Linked DNA regions of Mus musculus: all the other regions are linked to region 3. The links are chromatin contacts, called in public HiChIP or PLAC-seq and promoter capture Hi-C maps. All regions are on one chromosome and are shown on one strand. Each heading gives the region's core, a stretch centred on a gene start, on an enhancer-like site or on the middle of the called end of the contact. The rest is flanking DNA. Distances are from core to core; before and after follow the strand shown.

Region 1 (4,122 bases), core at 1,130-3,629, 370 kb before region 3:
GTTAAGGAGTTCCTCATGACGAGTGATTGATGAAGACATCTGACCTTGACCTCTGACCTCTATAACAAGTGGGCACGGACTTGCATGAGTATCCACGTGAATGCGTACACACACTCACACAACAGGCTGGCTCACATAGACACTAAATAAATAATTTAATTAATTAAAAAAATGCAACCCCACCACACCATGTATTTCTTTTTGGCCCAAAGTGAGGCATTGGCCTCTTGAATCTACTAACCTTTCTCCCACCTCCCAGACATCCAGGCCCTTTTACCTCTGGCTGGGTGATACCCATGGGCACCCTGGGCTCCGGCTCACGCTCAGGCTCTGGCCCACTCATTCAGCCCATTCGGCTGAGCGAGCGAGCGAGCTACCAGCTTGCCAAGTTACCAGGGGCTGCTCCTCCTCAGCAGTGTGCATTCACACAGCTGCCCCAGATTTCTCAATTCTTTTGCTTCTTCAGTGTCAGCAAGGAGGTGAGGCCCAGCAGAGGAAGCCAGGGGTCAGGCCACCCGCCCTCCTCCAGGACTGCCAGACACAGCCACTGCTCCAGCCCGGTTTTACATGACAAAGAGGCTACTTACAGGGTCCTCATGGGTTCAACTGTCTCTTGATTACAAGTGGACACCTGCCTAAGACTGTTGGGAAACTGAGGCTCAGGAATAGGGTGACTGGGGGCAGGGTGCTCAAAACTCAGAGCCCACTATTGGGCTCACCCCAAAACTGTCACATACTCTACCAGGAAAGCAAGCTGCAGGGATGCAGGGGACCCAAGGTCAGTCTGAGGTCAGACCCTGTCCAGCCGAATTACTCATTAACTCCTCAAGTCAGGGCACTGAGTTAATGGCCTGTGGAAAGCTGGGGGAAATTCTTCCTGGGAAGGCAGAAGGACTGGCAAGAGAGGAACCCTACACATGAAGGAGAGGCTGTTATTCATCCTCACGCGTGTGCACAAACACACAAACACACAAACACACAATGCCACTCTGTCTAGCAATGGGCAGGGCCCTTGAGGCCTGGTGGCCTGGCTGGAGGATTTAACAATTTAGGGACCATCCAGAACGCTCTGTCTGCAGCAGAGGGTATATGGGACTAGTTGGTGACTTGGCCTGGAGAGGTGGCAAAGACCTGCAGACCCTACCCCAACTCGCTCAGCCCATTGCCCATGGCACACTCTGTCCCTCTAGGGTTGGTGGCAGCAAGCCAGCCTCCATCCACATCAGGGTTGGTCTCCAGTGTCACCGGTCTCCCTGAACCTCCAGTAGTCTGCTCCTGCACCATGTTTGTGAACATGGTTGTTCAGAAGGGGCCAAAGAGGCAAGCCATGAAGTGTGGGCTGGGAGCCCAGGAAGGACTAAGAGAGCTAGGGAGAGCTGGAGGCTTGTCCTGGCACCCATGTCGCTGAGGATGGGGTGGAGATGAAGAGAAAGGGTTGGAATGAGGTGAGGTCTTGGGAGCACACGGGCAGGAGACTACAGAGTTATGGACTGAATCTAGGCAAGCAAGGGCTCTTTGAGAGCGGGACTCCAAGGTGGGTTTAGGAATGAAGAAAGGGCTTCCTTGGAAAGTGGGCAGGGCACTTTTAAAGAACACTCTAGGGTTCAATTCCCTGACCTTGGAGCTGGGGCAGGCCTTGTGTGCGCACCTCTCTCAGAATCAAGGTCTCTGGGAAAAGCTCTTCAGCTGGAACCCTGCGTATAAGAAGCTGATGAAGCCTGAGCCCCCAGTGCTTTCTACACGGTGTGGTGGGTGTGGGGTGTGGCACCTTAGTTTCAGGGCCACACCTTCCTCCCTCCACCTCAACTCCTGGGAACTGCTAGACAACATTAGACAAAGGAGGTTTTTGCTGAAATGCAAACAAACGTTCTCTGGCCAGTCCAGCTCCTGGCGCTTGAGAATAGAATTCTACGCTGGACATTCCTTATGGGGGTGAGGGAGCTCCTGCCACTTCTCCCGTTTCTCCCTGCTGAATCTGGCCCTTCCTAGTGAGCCAGGGTTAGAATCTAGCTCGGGTCAGAACCCCGAGAAGGCAGGGAGAGGGGACCTGAGTCTTTCTGCTTCTCTCTCCCCACAGTCCTGGGACCACAGAGGCCCGCAGAATGGGGCAGCTGTAACCCCAGCCTGAGGACGAGGAGAAACTTGAGTGGCAGCCTAGGGTTGGGCGCTTCCAACAGAGGTGGGAGGAGGGGCTGTTTGTTCAACCCCGAGAGAGGGCGGAGCTGAGATTTCAAAGCCTTCACCATTTGTTAGCCTTCCCTGGGCCCAGGCTGCATTCCAGACCTGAGGGGGTCCTGCCCCTGAGAAACCCAGGAGACTCTAGTTACAGCCCAGCTGCGGAGCCCTGCCCAGCGGAAAGTCTGGTTCCTGCTTCTGGCTCCGGTCCAATTCCCACCCCCTACCGGACAACGGCCAATGCTTGCTTAGGCTTCTGGAGGAGACACACACCACTTTGCAGATAACACCGTCTGGGATTCCCCTGACCCCCAGAGTCTGAAACTGCTGCTACTGCTGTGGATCTGATCTCTGCCTAGCCAAACCTGGTCAGGAATTTGCAGGAAGGGGGTGGGTTGGACTGATTTTTTTCCTGCACAGCCCAAACCATGCTTTACTTTTTGAGATGGCATCTCATGTAGCCCAGGCTGGCCTCCAACTTGATCATTGTGAAGGTGACCTTGAACTTCTGATCCTCCTACTTCTACCCTTCCCATCTCTAGCATTGGTAGTACTCGGCGTGTGCTGTCCTGTCCTTTCCCTGTGCTTCCCCGACAAGTGGCCAAGCAAACATGTATGTGTGCATGTATACTTGGGGAACCCTGCTGGACTAGGAGTACAGTCTCTCTCCAAACCCCCCAGGGCCTGGAAACCAAGCTTACCCAGTATGCACTAAGTGCAGTCCAAGGAGAGGGGGAACACGGGAGATTCAGACTCTTCTTGTCTCCTGGCAATGGCTGGCTAACGGTGCTGTGTTCTGGGTCAGCGAGGCAGGGACTCAGTGTAGTAGTGCTGAAGTAAAGACATAATTAATGGACACAAGACCATGGATTCCACATTCAATTCCCAGCACCCACACAGTGGCTCACAGGATCTGCAATTCCAGTTCCAGGGCATCTGACAGTCTCTTCTGATCTTCTCAGATACCAGCCATAGACCTGATACACAGATCAGAAAGCAAATAAATATTAACTACAAAACAAAAAAACCAAGACTCTGGGTTCAAGTCCCAGCTCACAAGAGCCCTCTGAACTAGTAGGGGTTGGGACAGGACCAGCCTTGAACTTTACGCCTGCTCAACCTCCATCTGCTTCACAAATACAAGTCTCAACGCAGGGGACCACTGCCTTAGGCAATGGGAACTTGAGACTGAATGTCTGGGGGCAGGGACACACCTAGGCTTGGCCTTCAAGCTAAGAATCAGGTTTGTGGGATCCAAGGTAAGGCTGCCCCTTCTAGGACATTCCCCAAAGGTCTCTCCCTCTAGCTGGCTCCCCTACCATTAGCTTTGCGGTCAAGTTTGTTGGTTATTTTGGGACAGAAACTCATGGATCCTAGACTGCTTTAAACTTGCTACATAGTGGAAGGGAACATAGTGTTTGTGTGTATGAGTGCAGGCCCTCACATGCCACAGGGTGTGTGGAGGTCAGAGGGAAACCTCGGGTTTCATCGCCTTCCATCTTGCTTGGGGTGTGGTCTCTCTTGTCAATCACCTCTGCATAACGGATTAAGGTTGGCTAACAGAAAGCTTGTGCTGGGATTCCAGGCGCATGTACGGCTGTGCCGGTTCTTATACGGGTTCTGAGACCCAGGTTCAGAGACTTATGCTTGTCCCCAAGCACTTTACCCTCCAAGCCATCTTCTTAGCCCCCAACTTATTTTTTGAGACTGGGGAATTCATTGAACCTAGAGCCCAGTTGGCAAGGCTGGCAAGTCAGTGAGCTCTGGGGGCTTCTCCTCTCTCTGCCTTCTCAGCCCTGGAATTACAGATGTCGTGCCACCTGGATTTTCCATGGTCCTTATGTGTCCCAGGCAAACACGTTCCTAACCAAGAGATGTCCCCTGCACCTTGTGGCTTGTGGCTGCCGGGCGTAAGGTGCATGCCACCATGCCCGTTTTGTGCAAGGC
Region 2 (4,249 bases), core at 1,627-4,126, 300 kb after region 3:
AGGGCCATGTGAGTCTGGGAGGGAGCTGGATGTGCATGCCTAATGTGTACACATGTATGGGGCTTCCCCTTGTCCACGACACATTCTCAGCCCACAGATGGGTACATGCACTCAAGAGGTGATGTGCCTTCTCACCTCAGGTTGCCATAGCAAAGGAGGGGGCACAGGGTCCCCCCGGATGCACAGTGTGCTCCTAGCCCAGGTGCCTGCTCTTGCCAGTGTCTAGAACACTGCTTCCTGCTCACTCCATCCCACTACCTGGCCACTTGTTGATGCTGAGGCTATGGCACCTGCCACTCCATGGCTGTGAACAGCCCATCAGGGCTTTGCTAAGGGTCAGCACACAGCACAGAACCCTGGGTTTCCAGGGCTCTTTATAAATTCATTTTAGTTGTTTTGTGTGTGTACACTACTTGTGTACAGTGCCCATGGTGGCCAGAAGAGGGCAGCAGGTCACAACTATATGGTCTGAGTGCTGAGACCCAAACTTCTCTGGAAGAGTGGCAAGCATGAACCTCTCCTGGCTGCCCATCCAGGGATCTTTCTTACTGGCTGTGCCACAAGGAGCCCTACCACTAAGACTGAGTTCCACTCCCAGGACCCATATATTGAGAGAGAAGAGACCACCCACCCAAAAAAGTACAAATAAATACACTGATTTTTTTGTTTTTTGTTTTTATTGAGACAGGGTTTCTTGGTGTATGTAGCCTTAGCCATCCTGGAACTTGCTTTGTAGACCAGGCTGGCTTCAAACTCCACCTGCCTCTCGGCCTCAGAGTGCTGGGATTAAAAGCACCACCATGGGAAAACCAAAACAAAAACACCCCACTGGCTAGGGAGATGCCCTGGTGGTTAGGAGCACTTGTATATCCCACCCACATACACACACACCCACACACACACTCCCAATGAGGGTTTCTCTGTGTATTCCTGCTGTCTTGGAACTACACAAGTAGTTCTGTAGACTACACTGGCTGGTCTCAAACTCCAAAGATCCACTTACCTGCCTCTGCCTCACCAGCCAGCTGCCCCACCCCAAAATAAGACCTTTCTCTCTATGTAGCTCTGGCTGCCCTGAAACTATGAAAACTAGGCTACCTCTGCCTTTGAGTACAGAGATTAAGGCGTGCACCACCATGCCCCACTGTACTTGTGGCTCTTGCAAGGGACCTCAGTTCAGTTTCTAGCACTCACATGGTGCTCATAACCATCTGTAACTCCAGAGGACCTGGTTACTCTTAGAACCTCTGCAAACACTAGGCATGAACATGGTGCACAGATATACATTCAGGAAAAATATCCACACACAGTCAGCCTGTAAGCCTGCTGACCTGATTTCTGTCCCTGGAACCCACATGGCAGGAGAGAGCCAACAGCTAGGGTTGTCCTTTCATTTCTGTGAGCCAGCTATCACATCAGCTTGCACACACACACACTCCCTGACTCACAAATGGTTGTGTACTTTGTTTTGATCTTTTTGTTTTATTTTTCTATGGACAGCTGGCCTAGAACTCATTATGTGGACCAGGCTGCCCTTTGCCTGTCTCTACATCCCAAAGAATTGGATTAAAGGTGTGGGCAGGGGCTGGAGAGATGGCTCAGTGGTTAAGAGCACTGGCTGCTTTTCCAGAGGTCCTGAGTTCAATTCCCAGCAACCACATGGTGGCTCACAACCATTTGTAATGCAATCTGATGCCCTTAAGTGTATCTTAAGTGACAGTGTACTTACATAAAACAAATAAATAAATCTTTAACAACAACAAAAAGGTGTGGACAGCCCAACCCCTTCTTTGGGAACTAGCTTTTATGTCACACAATTAGTTGGCTTTAGTCCCCTCCCTCCACATGTATAGAGGATGGCCTTGAATTTTCTTGCCTCTATCACCAGTTTGTTGAGATTTCAGGCATGTACCACCATATCATATATACCATGCTGGGGCGATAACCCAGCCTTTAGTGCTTGCTAGACAGTCTACCAATTGTGTTAATCCCCAGCCTCTGTTTAATCTCATATGGAATAGTATGATTGGCCCTAACCGCCCCCCGTCCCCCCGTCCCCCAATACACACTCGCGCGGGTGCGTGCGCGCGCACACACGATGGACAACCAATCCTTCCATAACCACCCTGGCCATAGGAAGTCAGTTCTTCAGAAAAAGGGATGTCTATTTGACCAAAACAAATCCCAAGAGCATGCACACTGGGCTTTGGGCTAGAAGAGGGTCATCAGGTGGAAGTCAGCTGAATGGGGGAGGTTCAAGGAACACAAGGAGAGAAAGTCAGTCTGGTTGGGCCGTGGTGGTAGCAGGGGAGACAAATACCTGTCTAAGACGCGGGTACTATTACCAACCCCATTGAAGAGGCAGAAAGTAGCCTAAAGAAGCTCAGTAACTTGCCTCGAGAGTCATAGGCCGGACAATTATTTCTCTGACTCCAAGCTGGGCCATGCGTGTCCAGACTCCGCACCAGAACCCTCCTTTTTCCCATCATCCGTTTGCAAAATCAGAAAACGAATAAGAGGAAAGTGTGTCATCAAGGCGTGCCCTCCTGCAAGCCCGGCCCATCGCCCCTTGGGAGCAAGCTCCGCGTGGCCTCCGGGGATCAAAGATGGGCACGCATGCGCATGCGGGGGTGGGGTTGTCTTCGGAGGCTTCCGCCTCCCGGGTTTTGCAAAGTTACCTGGCCCACAGGAGGCGGAGTTAGGGAGTTGTAGGCTGTGCGCGCGCGGGCCCCGCCTTCAGCCTCCTCGGGCACCTGTTGGCCTGAGGGGCCGCCGGTGGCACCCAATAGACAGCCTCCCTGAGCCGCCCGTGCCCCGCCTCTAATGCAGAGCCACCAATCCCCGCGTTGCTGCAGCCCCGCTGCCCCGCGGCCCCACCTTCTGCGCGCTTCTTCCGGGTGGGCTCGGGCGGGGGCCAAGGCCATGGCTCTTTGGCCGCCGCTTAACTCTGGGATGCTGGTGCGGACTGGGCACACCGTGCTGACCTGGGGAATCACTCTGGTGCTCTTCCTGCACGACACCGGTGAGCCGGACACCGCGCCACCCCGAGCCCACCCGATCACGCGTGGGTATACCGGGGTCCCCCTAATCCTCAGACACATTGAAATCTCCATTTCTATCTCCCACCAGTTCCTCAAGCGTCTTTCTCCTATGTCGGTCCGGGGATCATCCTCTCTCCGCCTGATTCCCAAGTTGGACCCTAATTAATCCCAGTAATTTTCTGTCATCGATAGATGTCCATCCATCCAAAGACCACCAGAGCCCATCAGAGGACCAACTAGAGGCCCCATCTCTCCCATCCCTGGGCTCTACCTGTCCTTCCCAGAAATTGCCTCCCAACCCCTCCCTAAATAAGATTAAGAAATCCGCTAGACTTAAGGACTTGGCTTTCCGGTCCACTCCCCAAATCCTATGAGCCGACTAACTACCCCAAGGGACGCCACTATAGCGAGGAGCAGGTTTCCCACCTTCGCCTGGTAGCATCTCCTTTCCCCATCATTCCCTTCACCCCCTTCCTGCCCCCTCCTAGGTTTCCCTTCCAGAAGGAACAGAGCCCACCAGAGGCTTCCTCTGTAGCCCTCCTCCATCGCTTTTGCCCTTTGTCCTCAGGCTTCCACACCAGGAGTCAGCCACCTTCAAAACCTCCTTGGCTCTCTTTCACCCAAGGGTACCAGAGTTGCCTACGCTCAGCTGTCTGGTGTCACCACGTCCATCACTTCTTAGCCCTCCCTCCTCTCCATAATCCTCCTTCACTGCCATGGGCTTAAACAGGCTGGCTGGCACCTTCCTAGCTGGAGCTCCTGGCTGGCTCCACCCTCTTCCAGGGCTGACTCTTCCCCTGGGGAGCCCCCTTCCTCCTGCCTCCCTCAGGTCTAGCCTCCATATCACCTCCAGCTACTTTCTTTCTACCCCCACCGCCTCCTGCCCTTCCCTTTTGCTATGGTTCTCACTGTCCTCTGGCCTCCCCAGAGCTACGCCAATGGGAAGAGCAAGGGGAGCTGCTCCTGCCCCTCACATTCCTGCTCCTGGTGCTAAGCTCCCTGCTGCTTTATCTGGCTGTGTCACTCATGGACCCCGGCTATGTGACTACTCAGCCCCAGCCTCAGGTAAGCAAGCAGGGACCTCGAAGGCCAACAGGGGAGTGAGACCTCAATGCTGAGCCCTGAGCTGCACTCAGTGTGGGGGCATCTTGATGAAGCCTCTTGCCTACCCCTGTGTTTTTGCTCCTACAATGATGACATCACCCAAG
Region 3 (4,117 bases), core at 316-2,815:
ACGCCAAGGACGGAGAGTCGGGAAGCTGTGGAGACCCCAGTCAGGTCTCTCCCCTTCACCAGGCCTGTTTTCCCTCCTCAGGGGCAGAGACTTTCCATAGAACAAGAGTGCAGGGACTTCATCATTCCAAACCCCGAGCTGGCCCAGGGCCTTGCACCCGGGAGATGCTATGCTAAGGGAATGCAGAATGAATGGATGGATGGGTGGTTGGGTAATGAACAGGCACTTTGATAGGGCCCATCCCTGGACTGCCACACCTTAAGTATAACCCAGAACACCCAGAGGCAAAGTTCTCCTGGCCTGTGGCCCTGTGTTCTCAGCAGACCCAAGTTCTCAGGCCCTCTACCCAAGAGGACAGGCCCTTCCTGGACAACCAGAGGCCAGCAAGGGGGCCCCGGCTGCTCAGCAACAAACATTTATCCAGGGAGGGTGCTGGCAAGCTAGAGAGATAAACTACAGGTATTTACTGGGTGTCCACTGTGGGCCAGGCTCTGTGCCCAGCACCTCTTAGGCCTGTGGTCATTTGAGTCACACACCATTACAGAAAGGAGACACTGTACTTGGAGCCACTTAAGATGAAGTGACTGGAGGGGTGGTGCCTACCCTGGAGCCCGGAAACGTCTCACCCCAAGGCCTAAGCTCCGCTCCGCTCCACTCTATGGAGCCGAGCCGGAACTTCAGAACCATGGCTAATGGACCTTCCCACCAGAGAGGCGGGCACTCCCAGAGGCGTGTCAGATGGAAGCTCTTACAAGTCAGGCTCCCAGGGGCTGCATGCCCCCTTGGCGGCTGGCCTCTGCCGCGCTGCTCAGGGCGTGGCGCCGCAAATTCTCCCAAACCTGGCCTGGGTTTGCACACTCCCTGCAACTGGGAGCTTTCTCCAGTGAGCAGCCCGCAGCGTAGTGAAGGAAACTGTCACTCCCTGCACAGCCGAGCAGGAGTGCGGCCTCTCTGGCTCGGGGGAGGGCGGGGCACAAGGGACAAAGTCCAGGCCCAGATCCTCGCCCGCCCTATCCAGACCCTCCCCCGGCCCAGGACAGCCCACCAGCACCCCGGGACCCCGGAGAGCGACTCGGCCGCGCAGCCGCAGAGCACACGAGCGAGCCGCTCGCAATTTCTCCCTGCTCATCGCCGCCTCACTGCGCCTGCGCGGCGCGCGCGCCGGCCGAGCCCCTCCAAGGCTCGCTGTTTGACAGTTCCCACCGCGGTTCCAAGGCGCCCCGAAGGCGGTCCGCGCGGCCCGGAACGCCCGGGGCTGTGGCGGCAGCTCGAGGAGAACGTCCTCGGAGCCGGGGCAGGCTCTTACCTGCAGGGTATTCGACGTGGGTGAGGGTCACTGGCCGCCATGAAGCGGGGAGCGAGCACTGTCCGTCCGCTGCCATCTTACCCGGAGACCGGGCTTCGCAGAGCAGCCAATGGGGAGCAAGGGGGGCGGTGGTCCTGACCTATCACGCCGGGGAGACGCCACGCACCCAATCCGAGGCCGATTGCAGGTAGTGGCGCAGCCATTCAGTGTGCAGGTCGTGAGGCTGGCCCGTGCGGCGAATCAGAGAGCGGGGACTCGCGCAGCTTTGCCAGTGTCCAATCCCGTGCGAGTTCAGGTAGTTGACTAACCAATCAAGAGAATGGAGCACTCGCAGCGCAGGACAGAGCGCAGAACAGCCAATCAAAAGGTAAGCTTAGCTCGGCGTGTGGGAAGGGCGAGCCAATCAGGCGCTATCTCGGGGGGCGTGTTGTACTTTGGTGGGAGCTTTGGTTAGGCTGGCACCTGCGCCCAGAGTTAAAGCTCCTGAGAACCCAGAGCGCAGTGGAGGAGCAGCCTCAGCACCACCGGGTCTCAACCGACCCATTTGGAAAACAAAAATGTGTTCCTCACTATGAAGGCTAGGCTTGCCCCAGCATCATTCTGCCTCGTCCTCCAGGTTCTGGCTTCCTGTCCATAAATGTAAACTGAAGTCAAAGACCTAGTGCAGTTTTTTATTGCCCTTTACTGACAGACAAGAGGTGCAGTTCCGCAAAGGAACTTTTCTGTTAAAAAAAAATTATTGGTCCTCACTTCTGGGATGTAGCACATATTGTAGATATCTTAGATGGGATGCTATACGTTTCAATTACGCCGTAGCGTAGTGAGGCCACTTGGGACCATTTTCAGTATAATCCAGATGTTCCATCTACCCTTCTCTGTTTCCCCATTCTTGAAGAAACATTCTTGAAGAAACAGCCACACCTCCCACCCACGTCCCCTTTCTGAACCAACTCTCTCCAGACAGACCTACTTACTGTCTAGGCCAGATTCCAATTCCTCAAATTTCTCTGCAAGGAATGGGCACACACACTCCTGCCCCATTTGCCTGGCCCAGGCTGACTTGTCAGTTCATAGCTTCAGGTTCTGAAAATTAAGAGAAGGGCCTCCACAGAAGCAGGGGGATCTCTGTGAGTTGGAAGCCAGTCTGGGCTACCTCAGAAAGGGGGTGGGGGAGTTCCAGTGGTCTCCCACAATTGCACCTCCTTTGCCTACCTCATCTCTGGCTACACTTGACTGTAATTATTTCCTTGTCTGCCTCTGCCAGTATGCAACGGTTCTCTGACCTCTGACTAAGGCCCAGAGCATGTACAGTAAAAAAATAAAAATAAAAGCAGGTTCCGGGTCTGCCTTAGACCTGGGGGTACCCAGTAGGTCTAGGTTGGAGCCTTGGCCCTCCATATTCTATGTTCTGAGGTCACTAGCTACAGTGGCTTAGTCTGGCAGCCCGTGGAAGCCAGAATTGTAGGTTACTCTAAGTAGGCTGGGGACTCAGAATCCCCCAGTGGTGTTCAGCTTGTCTTCCGTCTCCCTACCCAGCCTGAACTTATCCAGCTGGGCCCACCTCCTAGTCACCTGCCCTTAGCTCTCTCTCTCAGGCAAAGTCATTATTAGCCTTTGAAAGAAAGAGGTGTGAGACGTGGTCATGAGCTTCCTAGAATAGTTCTCTGAGAGAGAGGGCACCCATGGAAGGTCAGGCTGCCTTGCCCTTCTTCAGAGTCCCAGAAACACAGAGAGAGCATCCCTAAGGAAGTGACAAGATGAAGAACTGAAAATGTGTGGGAGTTATTGGGGCGAGTCTCCAGCAGGAAGAAAAGCTGGACTTCTTGTGGGGGAGGTGGGTGGGGCTGAGCCACTGAGTCTCTGAGGGAATAGCTGGTGCTGAGGGTACAGAAAGCTCTGAGGGTAAGTAAATAATGAAGGAATCTTTTTCCCCCCGAGGCAGGGTCTCAGTGTGTAAACTTGACTGGCCTGGAACTCATTATGTAGATGTTGTGCAGATCTCAAACTCACTGAGATCCACCTGCCACTGCCTCCCAAGTGCTGAGACTAATGGTATGGTCCGCCACACACACTTGCTTTTGCTATTTTTTAATTATATAAAATATTTAGCTGGGTGGACACCCTAAAATTGTAGCAACTGGGAGGTAAAGGTAGGAGATTGGGATTCCAGCCCATGCAGGAATTTGTCTTTTAAAAAAAAAAAAAAAAGGCCAGATGGAGCATGCCTGTAATTCCAGAACCTGAGAGGGGCAGGAGGATCAGAAGTTCTGGTAACCCTCGGGTCACATAGTGAGGTCTTGGCTAGCCTGGCATACCTAAGAATCTCCTCAAAAAACAGAATGGGGGGGGGAAACTAAACTAAAAACCAAACTGCGTGTGCGTGTGTTTGGAAAGCTGAGGCAAGAAGATCCAGAGTTCAAAGTCATTCATTATGTGTTCATATGTGACATTCTTTTTTTTTTTTTTTTTTTTAAAGATTTATTTATTATTTTATGTAAATACACTGTAGCTGTCTTCACACACTCCAGAAGAGGGAGTCAGATCTCATTACGGATGGTTGTGAGCCACCATGTGGTTGCTGGGATTTGAACTCTGGACCTTTGGAAGAGCAGTCGGGTGCTCTTACCCACTGAGCCATCTCACCAGCCCCATATGTGACATTCTTATAGAAAGTTCCAGACACCATATGGATATAGGTCAATGTGTTTCAGAAGTTAGACATTCTTGTGTAAGAATCCCCCAGATAAGGAACAACCGATGTGCCTGTGCAGTACCCTAGGTGACATCTAAAGGCATCCATCCCGTGTTTGG

What was found. HiChIP or PLAC-seq counts read pairs in DNA pulled down with a chosen protein or histone mark. Capture Hi-C pulls out chosen DNA fragments and counts their contacts.
Region 1: a contact with region 3 is called in a FOXA1 HiChIP or PLAC-seq map of pancreatic cancer cells. The contact joins the enhancer-like site here to the promoter of Dolpp1 in region 3. A contact is called at or near these places in 2 of 39 promoter capture datasets (stem cell-derived epiblast-like cells and trophoblast stem cells), 2 of 115 datasets of contacts at active chromatin or transcription factors (extraembryonic endoderm stem cells and pancreatic cancer cells) and 2 of 9 other capture datasets (adipose tissue and liver).
Region 2: a promoter capture Hi-C map of adipose tissue shows a contact between it and region 3. The contact joins the promoter of Zdhhc12 here to the promoter of Dolpp1 in region 3. A contact is called at or near these places in 1 of 39 promoter capture datasets (hematopoietic stem and progenitor cells), 4 of 115 datasets of contacts at active chromatin or transcription factors (Th17 cells, embryonic stem cells and pancreatic cancer cells) and 3 of 9 other capture datasets (adipose tissue, liver and pancreatic islet).

The regions. Positions count from the first base shown.
Region 1 is chr2:30,756,743-30,760,864 of GRCm38.p6, reverse strand. No RefSeq gene overlaps it. Among named protein-coding and RNA genes, the nearest start is that of Gm39783, 13 kb to the left of the region's middle. Within about 2 kb of position 2,379, at least 173 of the 459 cell types and tissues checked have an H3K27ac peak or open chromatin away from gene starts, as enhancers often do. A contact at or near this core is called in adipose tissue, extraembryonic endoderm stem cells, liver and 1 more, where this site is marked.
Region 2 is chr2:30,092,262-30,096,510 of GRCm38.p6, reverse strand. It overlaps Zdhhc12 (zinc finger, DHHC domain containing 12), which reads left to right and starts at 2,876. Exons shown (of 5, transcript NM_001037762.1): 1 at 2,876-3,022; 2 at 3,970-4,106. The coding sequence starts at 2,923.
Region 3 is chr2:30,389,702-30,393,818 of GRCm38.p6, reverse strand. Dolpp1 (dolichyl pyrophosphate phosphatase 1) reads right to left here and starts at 1,565. Exons shown (of 8, transcript NM_020329.4): 1 at 1,307-1,565. The coding sequence starts at 1,382.